2 separate regions of the Pan troglodytes genome follow, and region 1 is linked to region 2. The links are chromatin contacts, called in public capture Hi-C maps. All regions are on one chromosome and are shown on one strand. Each heading gives the region's core, a stretch centred on a gene start, on an enhancer-like site or on the middle of the called end of the contact. The rest is flanking DNA. Distances are from core to core; before and after follow the strand shown.

Region 1 (5,612 bases), core at 1,242-3,741, 810 kb before region 2:
AGTGCAGTGTCTTTAGCTGCTGAAATAGTTAGGTCTGCCTCCTCTCTGGGGTAGATAACAAAGCCTGAGGCTCCAGGTGTGTCATACATTGTGCTTAATGGAAGATAAAACGGCTAGTTGATTCAGTCAAAGAACCTGTCCATTTATCTGACTAAATCATCAAACCAGTTTGAATTAAGTCATCAGCTTGAGTCCCTGAGAGTAGCTGGTCAGTACCTGGTGGGCATTTTTGTTTGTTTGTCTGTTTCTACGTCCAGGGCTGGAGAAAGAGGTCAGTACCTGGTTTGTGCTGCACACCATGGGGGCAGAGTGCCCTTCCTCCTTTCTCACAGGCAATGACCCCAAAAATGGAAGCAAGTAAGAAATGCAGCATCCAGGTTAAAAATGAATTCACTTATGGTCAGCTGTGTCCAGGCTGAAAATGAGTCACCTATGGTCAACTGTGGGAAATAGGAAGCTGTCATGCCTACTGCAGCTTCCCTCAAAGGCACTTCGAGCAATGAAAATACATTCTAATTTATTTGCTGTGGAACAATGCAAAGGCTTCCTCAAAAAAAGAAATGAAACCTGGAGAATGTGTGACTGAACTCCAGCAGGAGAACAGGACACAAGTCTAGAAATCTCAAGTGTCTTCAAACTGTTATTATTTTTATGGACTTGTGACTCCAGCAAACAACTTTTACTATCTTAAACAAGGTCATCTGAAAATCACTTGAAGATTGTTACCAAATTCCTTCATAAATATTTTCTACAAACATAAATGTCAACCAGAAGTTTCAGATAAAGTACTATTTCTCCTGTGTCAATTCTTTGTATTTAAAATTTATCTCATATACCTAGGTTTTAAAACACGTTTTTAAATTTTCAGAGCTCATTTCATGCTGAACATGTTAAGTGCTAGGATATTCTTACTTTGTCTTCCGAGTTTAGGATCTCTGCGGGGGTGTTGGGGGTGTGTCTGTAGAAAGCATAATTTTGATTGTTATCCACCAATTGGAAGAAATCCCTACTTTAATCTCTTTTACCTTCCAAGTGTACATGGTCCCAAATTTGTCAGTCTTCGAATTTCTTGAAACAATGCAATTAAACTGCAACATATTTCCTAACATTCTTAATTAAGACAGTGACTGAAAAATGTAGATTAACAGAAGTTACTGTTTTTATCAACATATTTTCTCTCTCTTTCCCGCCACCATCACATCCCCCTCCCCCTCCCCCTTCTTGCTTTAAATGTCTGATGTCAGTTTCATCCACATGTACATTATGCACATGGCACTGAAGAAACAAAGTAAAAAATTCTCTTTTAATTCTGAGCTGCATGCCCAGCGCCACATGCACTGTCTGTTACATGTCGCTTCTTATGAGGTTCATGCTGGGAAGTTTCTTTTTAAAGGCGAAGTGTTTCTGAAGGAAAGAGTTCAGGTTGGGCAGATTGTGTTAGAAAAATCTCACTGTCTCCGAGTGGAATTAATATACTGATTATTCTGTGCAGGCTCAAACTGGCAGCGTGTGCAAAAGTTCAAGAGTGTCTGGGAATTGAAATATGGAGGAGAAAGCGGGAGAGTGAGCAGAGACAAAGAATTGGAAGTAGGGCTCAGAAGTGAAACTAAACGGTAACTTTGTAAAGAGGGGAAGGGAATTCAAGTCTGAACAACTGTCATGAAGCAGTACTTACTGAAAATATTTTTATGGAATCAGGAAGCTCCATTTTCCATGGCACTTTTTAGGAGGGGTCTTACAAATGAGTTTGGTTATTGGAGGAGAGTTGACGGGGGGAGAAGTACTTCTTTGAGTTCTCAAGATCCTTGCCAGTTTCAATTAAGTCACATGAGAAGCTTAATCACTAACATAGACATGTAAACGGGTTGCAGTATTTCTTTGGCCTATTAGCCAAGATTTTTTTTTCCTGTTTATTAAAATTTGAGTCCTTCATGATCACTGACAAACAATGATTCATTGATTTACAAATAAGGAATTAAAAGGTAAGAAAAGCAAATGCAATCACGCAGCACCTTTCCCATCGCGGGGAAATCAACCTTTTTACTCATTGCCTCTCAGGGGAAAGAACTTGGGACGTGAGCATGGAGTTAATGAAGCTTTCACCCATCTCCTCCTCTCAACGGTCATCCCGGTTTAATCCTCTCCTTCTGCCAAAGTCCAGAGGCCCTGCGAGCCCCCGTGGAGTCGCCTGAGCCAGATGCTCCGCACCCAGCCTCCCCAAGCCCCGGCCGGCTGCCCTCCAGGTGCGGGCTCCAGGCCCTCTCGCGCGGCTTCGGGGCTCGGCCGAGCCCGGGCCTAGTATCCAGAGTCGAAGCAGCCGCCGGGAGGTCTGGGTGGGCAGGGAGGCCGAGAGGACGGTGCACCGCCCGGCAGCGCTGAGACCTGGCCGCCTAGGCCACCCTGCCCGGCGAGGGAGAGGGGTGTCTCCTGCCTGGAGCGCTCCGCGGTGGCCCGAGAGCAGGTGCTGGCGTGCGGGAGGCGCACGTGGAGCCCTGCGGTCTGTTCCACCTGCAGAGGCACAATTGCGCAGCGTGGGGTGGAAGGCAGGCTGGGAGCTCCCGGGACGCGGCGTGGCAGCGGAGGGCTCGGCTAGATGCGCTCCTCCTCGGACTGGTTGAGTAAGGGAGGAGGCTCGTCCTGAACGTGCACAGCCGTTCCTAACTCCGTCAACGGAATTTCACTCAACTCCGAGACTGAAGCATTTTATTGGCAGCATTTAGAATCGGGGGAAAATCTACCTTCTGTTTAGCAGTTGCTCTTTTCTGAAGCAGAAAATTATCTCTAGGGATGACTTAGTAATAGGGTACCCCATTGCCATGTGGGTCAGGGATTGGGGGAATGTCCGGATCCTGCCAATGCACCTCTGTAAAAGGTGGCATTCAGCCTGGGAGGAGAGGAGCTGGCAGGGCAGGCCGCCCCCAGACACGCACAGGCCCAAGCTCTGTCCTGCAGCCCCTCCTGGACACGCACAGGCCCTGAGCCCTGTCCTACAGCTCCTCTCCTGTTGTCATTTGCTATCAGGGCAGTTCTACCGCCGCCACTAAGCTTTGCTTCTCCCAACACAACCAAGAGACGGGCATATAGCAGTGAATACTGTCCGGATGGTTTAGCATGTCTGGGGCGGGGGTCTTTCTATTGCCTGCAGGGGTTTCCGAGTCTACCCAGCAGGTGCTCACCAGGAGTGGGGGCTGTGACTGGGACCCATGGCCTGTGGTGTGAGGGGTGAGGGGCCACTGTGTACTGTAACCGGGAGCAGCCTGGAAGAAGGCCCCTGCTCCCCCTTCCCTCCGGCGCCTCTTACTCAGGAAATCTTAATGTGGGAAGGATGTGTATGGGGCTCCATAAGCAACACTGACCCAGTCCTGGGGAGAGACAAACCCCTCGTCCGCTCTCAGATCATCCTCAGAGATCCTCTGGGGCCTCTGAGTTGAATTCCAGGCTCTCCCCTGCTTTCGCGAGGACCCAAGGCTTATGCACACAGAGGGTTTCTGGTTGGAACACCTAAAGGTTGATTGATGACAGAGAGATGGTGCTAAACTGGCATATTCCAAAGCAATCTTGGTATTTGTTCTTTGTCACCTTCCTCAAGGCTCAAGGTGCTTTTTGGGCTAAAATTGGGCATTCTGTGAACGTGTGCTACTTTTGAAAAATAGAGGAAGGGGTGTTGGAAGCCTAGACTGGTTCTCTTGCCACTCCTCAAAAAGCAAAATTTTGCAGCCCAAATATTAAAAATTGACTCCGCATATTCCTTCTCCCCCACAGTGGCACACAACTGGGCAGGCTCCATCTCGTCTGCTGCTGGAACCCACTAGAAACCAAATGAGCCCTCCAGCAGGCCTAATCACTCTGATCTGTCATGGACCTTCTAGCTGGAAGAGTTATGCCATCATATTATCCCAACACTCATCAGTGTGTGGAGGACCCCCTTTTACTAAATGATTTATTGCTCTTTGCAGAATTCCTTTGGCTGCAGATTTTATTTCTGAGTCACTCTGTTCAGCTCAATTGGTCGCCTTCAGTTACCGTGGCAACCAGCAGATGGGGTTCTTTGACAAGGGTCAGCGGGGAGGCTGCCTTGGTTTAGACAGAAGAGGAGCTAAATAAAAAGCTTTCAGCATTGACAGTTCTGTAGTGGATGGCCAGGGGTTGTTATCAAATTACTTGCATTAAAACCTAATTAAGAGGTGTGCCAATAAGTGGGCTGCAGTGATTGAATCGGGTTACTTAGCTGCCGTGGGCCCAATCCTATGCCATCACACCTCTGTGGCTCGTTTGGCTATCCCAAGAATGGTCAAATATGAAGGAAATTGAGGAAGACCTCACCACAGTGTGGAACGTGACATACTCTGGGACCACACCAGGAGGGTTTTAGTCTCTGGGAGCACCAGAAACTTCCTGAAAACACAGCAGTGTGCCCCCCAAACCCAAGATGGCAACTGAACAGGGCCTCCATGCGTCTGATAGTTCCATGTCTTCCGTTAAGACTATTGGTAATTTAGTTGCAAATAGCATTCAACAAAATAAAACTGGCTTGTAATCACTCTGGGTTAAAGAAGTCTAAATAGAGACATGCCAACTAAGTATGAAGGATCTTTTCTGGAGTGGGAAGAAAGGAACATTATTGGGCCAGTCAACAAGATTAGAATCCAATTCAGTAGGTTAGATGAAGCTATTAGATCAATATGAAATTGACTGTAGTTGGTAATATACTGTGGTTCTGTAAGAGAATGCCTTTATCCTTAGGAAATACACACTGTAGCATATAAGATAAAAGGGCAATGGTGCATGCAGCTTACTGTCAACTGGTTCTGTACACACACACACACACACACACAAACACACACACACACACACACACGGAGAGAAAGGCAGGAGAGCGTAATCAATCAGATGGGGCAAAATTATTACAGTAGGTGAATTTGAATAAAGGGTATGTTGGTATTCTCTGTAATATTCTTGCAACTTTTTATCAGTTTGACATTATTTCCAAATAAACCCATTTTTAAGGACGGCTTTAGGGTGAGGTAGGGTACAGTGTGCGTGGCAGTGTGGGTTTTCCTGCTGGTGCTTCTGTATGGCCTTGAGCCACATGCAGCATAGATACTACTCTGCAAAGATTCTGATTTTCAACAATTTCTATTCCTCTGTCCCATTTCCTTTGCACAGTGGGGCTATCCTCACCATTACTCTGTTCTTGCTTGAGACAAAGCTGATTAAGGTAACTCTTGCTTCAGGCAGACGGTCTTCTAGGTTCTTCAAAGTCTGAGATTCATAACGTGTCAACTCCTGTTTCATGGTGTCAGGATCCTTTATTCATGCCCAGTCTTCCAAAGGTATTACAAACTCAGCCTTTGTTCGATAGCACTTGTATTTTAAGAAGGTTACAAGGTAGTGATACAACAGATCTAATTGCCCTAAGATGAAGCTGTGCCTCCTTTTTGGTAGAAGCACTGTTTGAAGAAGTTGGTCTTTGAAGAGCCTCGGTGATATTGTCAGAGGCTTTAGGTTCTGTCAGAGGCAGCAGTGCTGGAGCTTGAAGAGCTGAAAGTGTCCCCTTGGCCATGGGCCCATTCACTGGGGGCCACTGTGGCACTGTGGGCTTCCCAACGTGG
Region 2 (5,584 bases), core at 3,079-5,578:
GCGAGACTCTGTCTCAGAAAAAGAAAATATTTCTAGAATTAATTACATTAAATGCTCTGATGTCAAAAAATAAAGAAAATTTAAAAGTAAAGAAAAACGCTTAGCCTGGTGTGGTGGTGTGCACTTGTAGTCCCAGCTACTTAGGAGCGTGAGGTGGGAGGATTGCTTGAGCCCAGGAGGTTAAGGCTGCAGTGAGCCATGTTTGTGCCACTGCATTCCAGTGTGGGCAACAGAGAAAGACCTCATCTCTACTAAAAATCAAAAGCATTAGCTGGTCATGTTGGTGTGCGCCTGTGCTCCCAGCTACCTGGGAGGCTGAGACAGAAAGGGCACTTGAGCCCAGGAGTTCAAGGCTGCGGTGAGCTTTGATTGCACCACGACACTCCAGCCTGGGTAGCAGAGTGAGGTCCTCTCTCAAAAAGAAAAAAAAGAAAAACAGTTAACAAAAACTGGAAAATAATTTAGCACCAAATATGACAAGGAGGCAAATCCTTTCTATTATAAAGGATTACAATGGAAAAAGAAAAAAAAAAGCAAGCCCTGCCCCTTCAGCCCCAGATTCTGGTGTGTAGCACACATTGGAAATGATCACCCATGCCCTAATTTTACCGACTAGAAAACGGACATGAAGCTGGCGAGTCACATGCCCCAAGTAAACGAGCTGCACACCCTGAGCACTGACATGAAGCTGGCGAGTCACATGCCCCAAGTAAACAAGCTGCACACCCTGAGCTCGCCTGTCCCAGTAAGGCCTCCTGAGAGGGGAGGGGGGACACCAGCCGCTTTCCACCCACCCCTCCATCACCTCCCCTGAAATCCTCACACCCTGCGTCTTCCCTGGATCTTGGCAGAACCCAAATTCCTATCCTGTTTGAAATTCTTTCTGCTATTTCAGATTTCTCTTTGGGGATGAATTGAGGTCTGCCTCCAAAAACGAGAAGTCCAGGTACGGGAAAAAAGTCTCTAGAATTTGCCACACACTGGGCGGCCTCTGGATCTGTGGGAAGCTCAGTTCTTCTTACATTTTTATCTCAAATGATTTCACTACCCTTCCAGCCTCGCAGGGAGAACCCGTGGCGTGTCGCCGGCTGCTGTCTCTTCCTCTACCTGGAAGGGGCATCGGGGGTTGCCCGGTTCAGCCCCAGAAGGAAAGTGAAACTGACAGGAGAGAAACAGCCTCTCCAAAGTCACATGGACACGAGCCATCATTCCCAACCAACCAAAGGACAGGGCGTCGGCCCGAAGACCCTGTGTTCATCCCAGAACGGCTACATTGGACATGAATTTTGAGAGTCAGTCTCTGAGGTTCTAGATGGTGCTTTTGTTTCCATCAGTGACTTTCCTGTCCCCACCCAGAGTGGAAAACAGGGATTCTATGAAGAAGTAGGAGCTCTCTCCCCAGGCCCCACACACAGCCTGGCAACCCTGCCTCCCATGGGCACCGCTACTCCTGCCCCAGCACTGACTGGGCATGGGAGTACTCCTAAACCACCACCACCACCTCTCCTAATGTCATGGGCAAGAAGGGGGGAATTCCTGCACCTAATAACTCAAATCTGGTAGCCAAGCTGATTTGGGACAGGGATAGACAGTTATTGTTAAAGAGAATATTAGATTAAAGTGTACAATTAAAAGATCTTGTCAGCCATGTGCGGTGGCTCACGCCTGTAATCCCAACACTTTGGGAGGTTGAGGTGGGTGGATCACTTGAGGTTAGGAGTTTGAGACCAGCCTGGCCAACATGGTGAAACCCTGTCTCTACTAAAAGTACAGAAATTTAGCAGGGCGTGGTGGTGCACACCTGTAATCCCAGCTACTCAGGAGGGTGAGGCAGGAGAATTGCCTGAACCCTGGAGGCAGGGTTGCAGTGAGCCGAGATCACACCACTGCACTCCAGCCTGGGTGACAGGGCAAGACTCCATCAAAAAAAATAATAATAATACTAATCATCCCTTCAAGCACTTACTTTAACATTCAACAAACATCAGGCTCCTAGCGAGTGTATGGGAATTAAGTGTGGACAGATTATTAGTATGCCATCCTTGCCTCTCGAACAGGTGATGACTTGTAAGAATGAACTGTTCAGTGTGGGGCAGGGGACGGAGCATGCATTAGAGTCAGACAGAACTAGATAGAGTTCTAGACAGAGCTCTGCTGCTTCCTAGAATAAGACTTGAGCACATTATCTAATCTCTCAGTATTTATCTATAAAGTTGGCATAATAATGAAAATCTCCCCCAGATCTTGCAAGGATTCAGTGACGTAGTACCGTGCTTGGCATAGCATAGTGTTGGGTACATATTAGACAGTTAAGATTCCAGCCTCCAATCCTCCTCCTTCAGTTTCTTCATCTCTAAAGTTTGCTATTGTGTTGGCTTTACCTACCTATAGCTATGAACTGAATGTATGTATGTCCCCAAAATTCATATGTTGAAGCCTTACTCTCCAATGTGACAGTATTTGGAGGTGGGGCCTTTGGGGGATGATCAGGTCATAAGGGTGGGGCCCTGATGAATGGAATTAGTGCCCTTATGAGAACAGACACAAGAGCACTCTCTCACTCTCTCTGCCACATGAAGATACAGTGAGAAAAAGCCACCTGCCAACCAGGAAGGGGACCCTCGCCAGACTCTGGATCGGCCTGCTCCTTGATCTTAGACTTCCCAGCCTCCCACCTTCAGAACTCAGGAATAAAGTGTTGTTGCTCAAACCACCCAGCCTGTTAAGAAGCCCAAGCCAAGACACTATCTCACAAACCCAGACTTCCTGACACATAAACCCAAGAGCACCACACAGATACATTTCCTCATAAGGACTGTCAAATCTCTGATTGAAAAAATTAAGAATTCTATTTAAGGTGGGTGGATAGACTGGGAATGTGAAAGGACTCTACAAAAATGAATGATACAACTTTGCTTAGATCTGGAATATGCTGGAAAATACTAAGTCACAGACCAAGTCCTCCTTTGCAATGTCAGCAAACTTTGACCCAAGGGCCGAATTTGTTTCCCCTCCTGCCTATTTTTCTCTTACACTGGAACACAGCCATGCTCATTCATGTACGTATTCTCTACAGCTGCTTGTACGCTAAAACCCCAAAAGTGAATAGTTGTGACCGAGCCTGTATGGCCTGCAAAGCCTAAAGTATTGACTATCTGGCCCTTTCCAGAAAAGTTTTCAACCCCTGATCTATTGAATACATTTGAGTCTTCTATCGTAAGTGTCCATAAATCTGAGGCCGAATGCTGGAAATTGAACTATTTAGCTCTAGAGCCAGTTAAGGTTTACAAGGCCCAGTGGTTGGAAATTGAGACCAAATGAATCTGAAGGTGAGAACCAAGAGGTTTCCGCCTCATTACTGTGTAGTTCTGAAGCGAACTGTAGATCAAAAGAAGGCTTGAAAAGAAAAAAGCAACAAAATAAAAATGAGTTTTTTAAATGCAAGGCAGCAAAATGGAATTGAAACAGGACTAACCTGAGAGTTAGCCAGCTGTGCCGTAGTGCCTGGTCTGCCACCAATGAGGTGTGCGATGGGGGCAATTGCTTCACTTCCCAGGGGCTGTTACATGATTTGTAAAATGAAAGGCTCACTCATTCACCAAACATTTCTTGAACTCCTCCTAGGGGGAACTTGCTGTCTTAGACACGGACGTCTGGACCCGCTAATCTCTAAGATGCCTTTCCAGCTTTAGAGCTCAATTTAAAGTGTTGGGTGATACCGGAGCTTTGTGGAGTGGCGATGCGAGGTGCCTGGAGTTAACATTCACACAGTGCTTTTGGTTCTGCGGCATTTTAATGATATTCACCATGGTAGTAATTTATCGCCATCTCTTCTTTCCAAATAGATAGCATATTAGTGTAAGTCCAGTCCATCAAGCAAGCTTCTTCCATCTGCGAGGGAGGAGGCAGCCCCCGGACAGCTGTGGTTGGGACCTTCACCTTGAATTATGTAACAGTAGCAGGGGATGGGCAGATTGGCCTTCTGAATTATGCTTCCTTAGACTGGCATTTACATGAGTTTGCAGACCCTAAACACTCACCAGCAGACACAGTGAGGATGGCTTTATCCCTGGAGTAATTAATCCATGTAGCAAAGGGATCTCCAAGGTGCTGCCAACAGTCTTGGGATAATTGAGACCTTACAGCAAATAAATCCCCCAGAATCAGGACCGCTTTCACCATCCCAAAGCCCCAAAGTGAGAACCACCTTCCAAAAACTCAGAATCCAAAGCCTGTTAATCCCCTTTTGTGGCAAGCCCATCCTCCTGGCCTGCCTGCCCTGCTCTCCTCCCCCATAATACCCATTCAGGGCAGTGACCCCAGTTGGCAACCCAGAGCCGCGTGGGCTGTGGTCAAACGACACCCAGATGAAAACTGCAGCTGATGGCCTGGCCTTTCGGGTCAGTAGCTGCTGTGCACAGCTCTCTCCCTGCCTCCTGAAGTTCAAATGCCAGCCTGATTTCTATCTGGAAGCATCCCAGCCCAAACATGGAACAAAAGTTCCCTCTGACAAGCCCATTTGGGTTCCAAAGTATGTTTTTATGTTTGTTGGCAAATAGAACTGTCACCAGCAACAATAACAACACTGTTTTCCCTCCACTGAAGCTACTTCATTTCTTCACATTTGTTCCAGGGCTGGAACTGGACAGATGAATAATGTAGGCTAGGCGGCTGGCCCAAGTCCTGACCTCGTGCCTCCAAAAGCAAACACAGAGGTGAAAATGGAGACTTGTTTGTTTGAACTCTCACTGCCTAATTTAAAAAAGAAAAGGCAAAAAGAAAAACAAACCTCCCACCATCCTATTTCATCAATGTAGACACTGATGGGTTTTGTTTTGTTTTGTTTTGTTTTTCTTTTCTTTTCTTTTCTTTTTTTTTTTTTTCCATGTCTTACTTTTTGAAACATGGAACTACAGCCCTCTGCTGGTGCAAGGTATGAAGCCAATTTCTCAATCATCGAGGCTACCCTGCCATCTTGTGGCCATGTGAGGGATGCACACGTGTAGATCAATTTCTCAGCATCATAAAACACAGTCTAGGTAAGACGTTGGAAGGGTTCTTCAAAATATTTACATGGACTTTCATTTAAGACATTTCTTGTATCGTTTGGGGAAAACATCAATGGGATTTGGAGTCAGAATGTTGGTTCCCGCGTTTAAGCTCTGTCAGTGATTTGTGACATCATCCCTGAGCAAATAATTTCATTTTTAGGAACCTGTTTTCTCATCTGTAAAATGGAGGTCATAATAAATGTTTGATTCTTGGAGTTTTGTAGTGTTTACATAAGATCATGCATATGAAGAGTGCCTTGTCCACTTTAAAATCATATGCACATGAATATATTAAAAATCCCTAGAGAAGTAGATTCTATCATCATACTTGGTAAAACTTTAGAAACTTGAAATCGGTTTCAATGACTAACCTTACTATAGTCTAAAGCCCTGGCCTCAGAATAAAGAGAAGGACTTTACACTGTCTCATGCTTTCCTAAAGATACATATTGCCAAGTCCTCTCCGTTTTCATTTTTCTGATTTAAGTCAAGTCAGTTTCTTCGGCCTTGCTTCACGGGGCCAGCCAATGAAT

What was found. Capture Hi-C pulls out chosen DNA fragments and counts their contacts.
Region 1: a contact with region 2 is called in a capture Hi-C map of stem cell-derived neural stem cells, with 13 times the contacts expected there. The contact joins two enhancer-like sites. A contact is called at or near these places in 2 of 7 Hi-C or Micro-C datasets (induced pluripotent stem cells and stem cell-derived neural progenitor cells) and 1 of 1 other capture datasets (stem cell-derived neural stem cells).

The regions. Positions count from the first base shown.
Region 1 is chr1:5,690,925-5,696,536 of NHGRI_mPanTro3-v2.0_pri, reverse strand. All of the region lies in intron 15 of SDCCAG8 (SHH signaling and ciliogenesis regulator SDCCAG8), which reads left to right. Among named protein-coding and RNA genes, the nearest start is that of MIR4677, 130 kb to the left of the region's middle. Within about 2 kb of position 2,491, at least 7 of the 24 cell types and tissues checked have an H3K27ac peak or open chromatin away from gene starts, as enhancers often do. A contact at or near this core is called in stem cell-derived neural stem cells, where this site is marked.
Region 2 is chr1:4,883,840-4,889,423 of NHGRI_mPanTro3-v2.0_pri, reverse strand. No RefSeq gene overlaps it. Among named protein-coding and RNA genes, the nearest start is that of SPMIP3, 84 kb to the right of the region's middle. Within about 2 kb of position 4,328, at least 8 of the 24 cell types and tissues checked have an H3K27ac peak or open chromatin away from gene starts, as enhancers often do. A contact at or near this core is called in stem cell-derived neural stem cells, where this site is marked.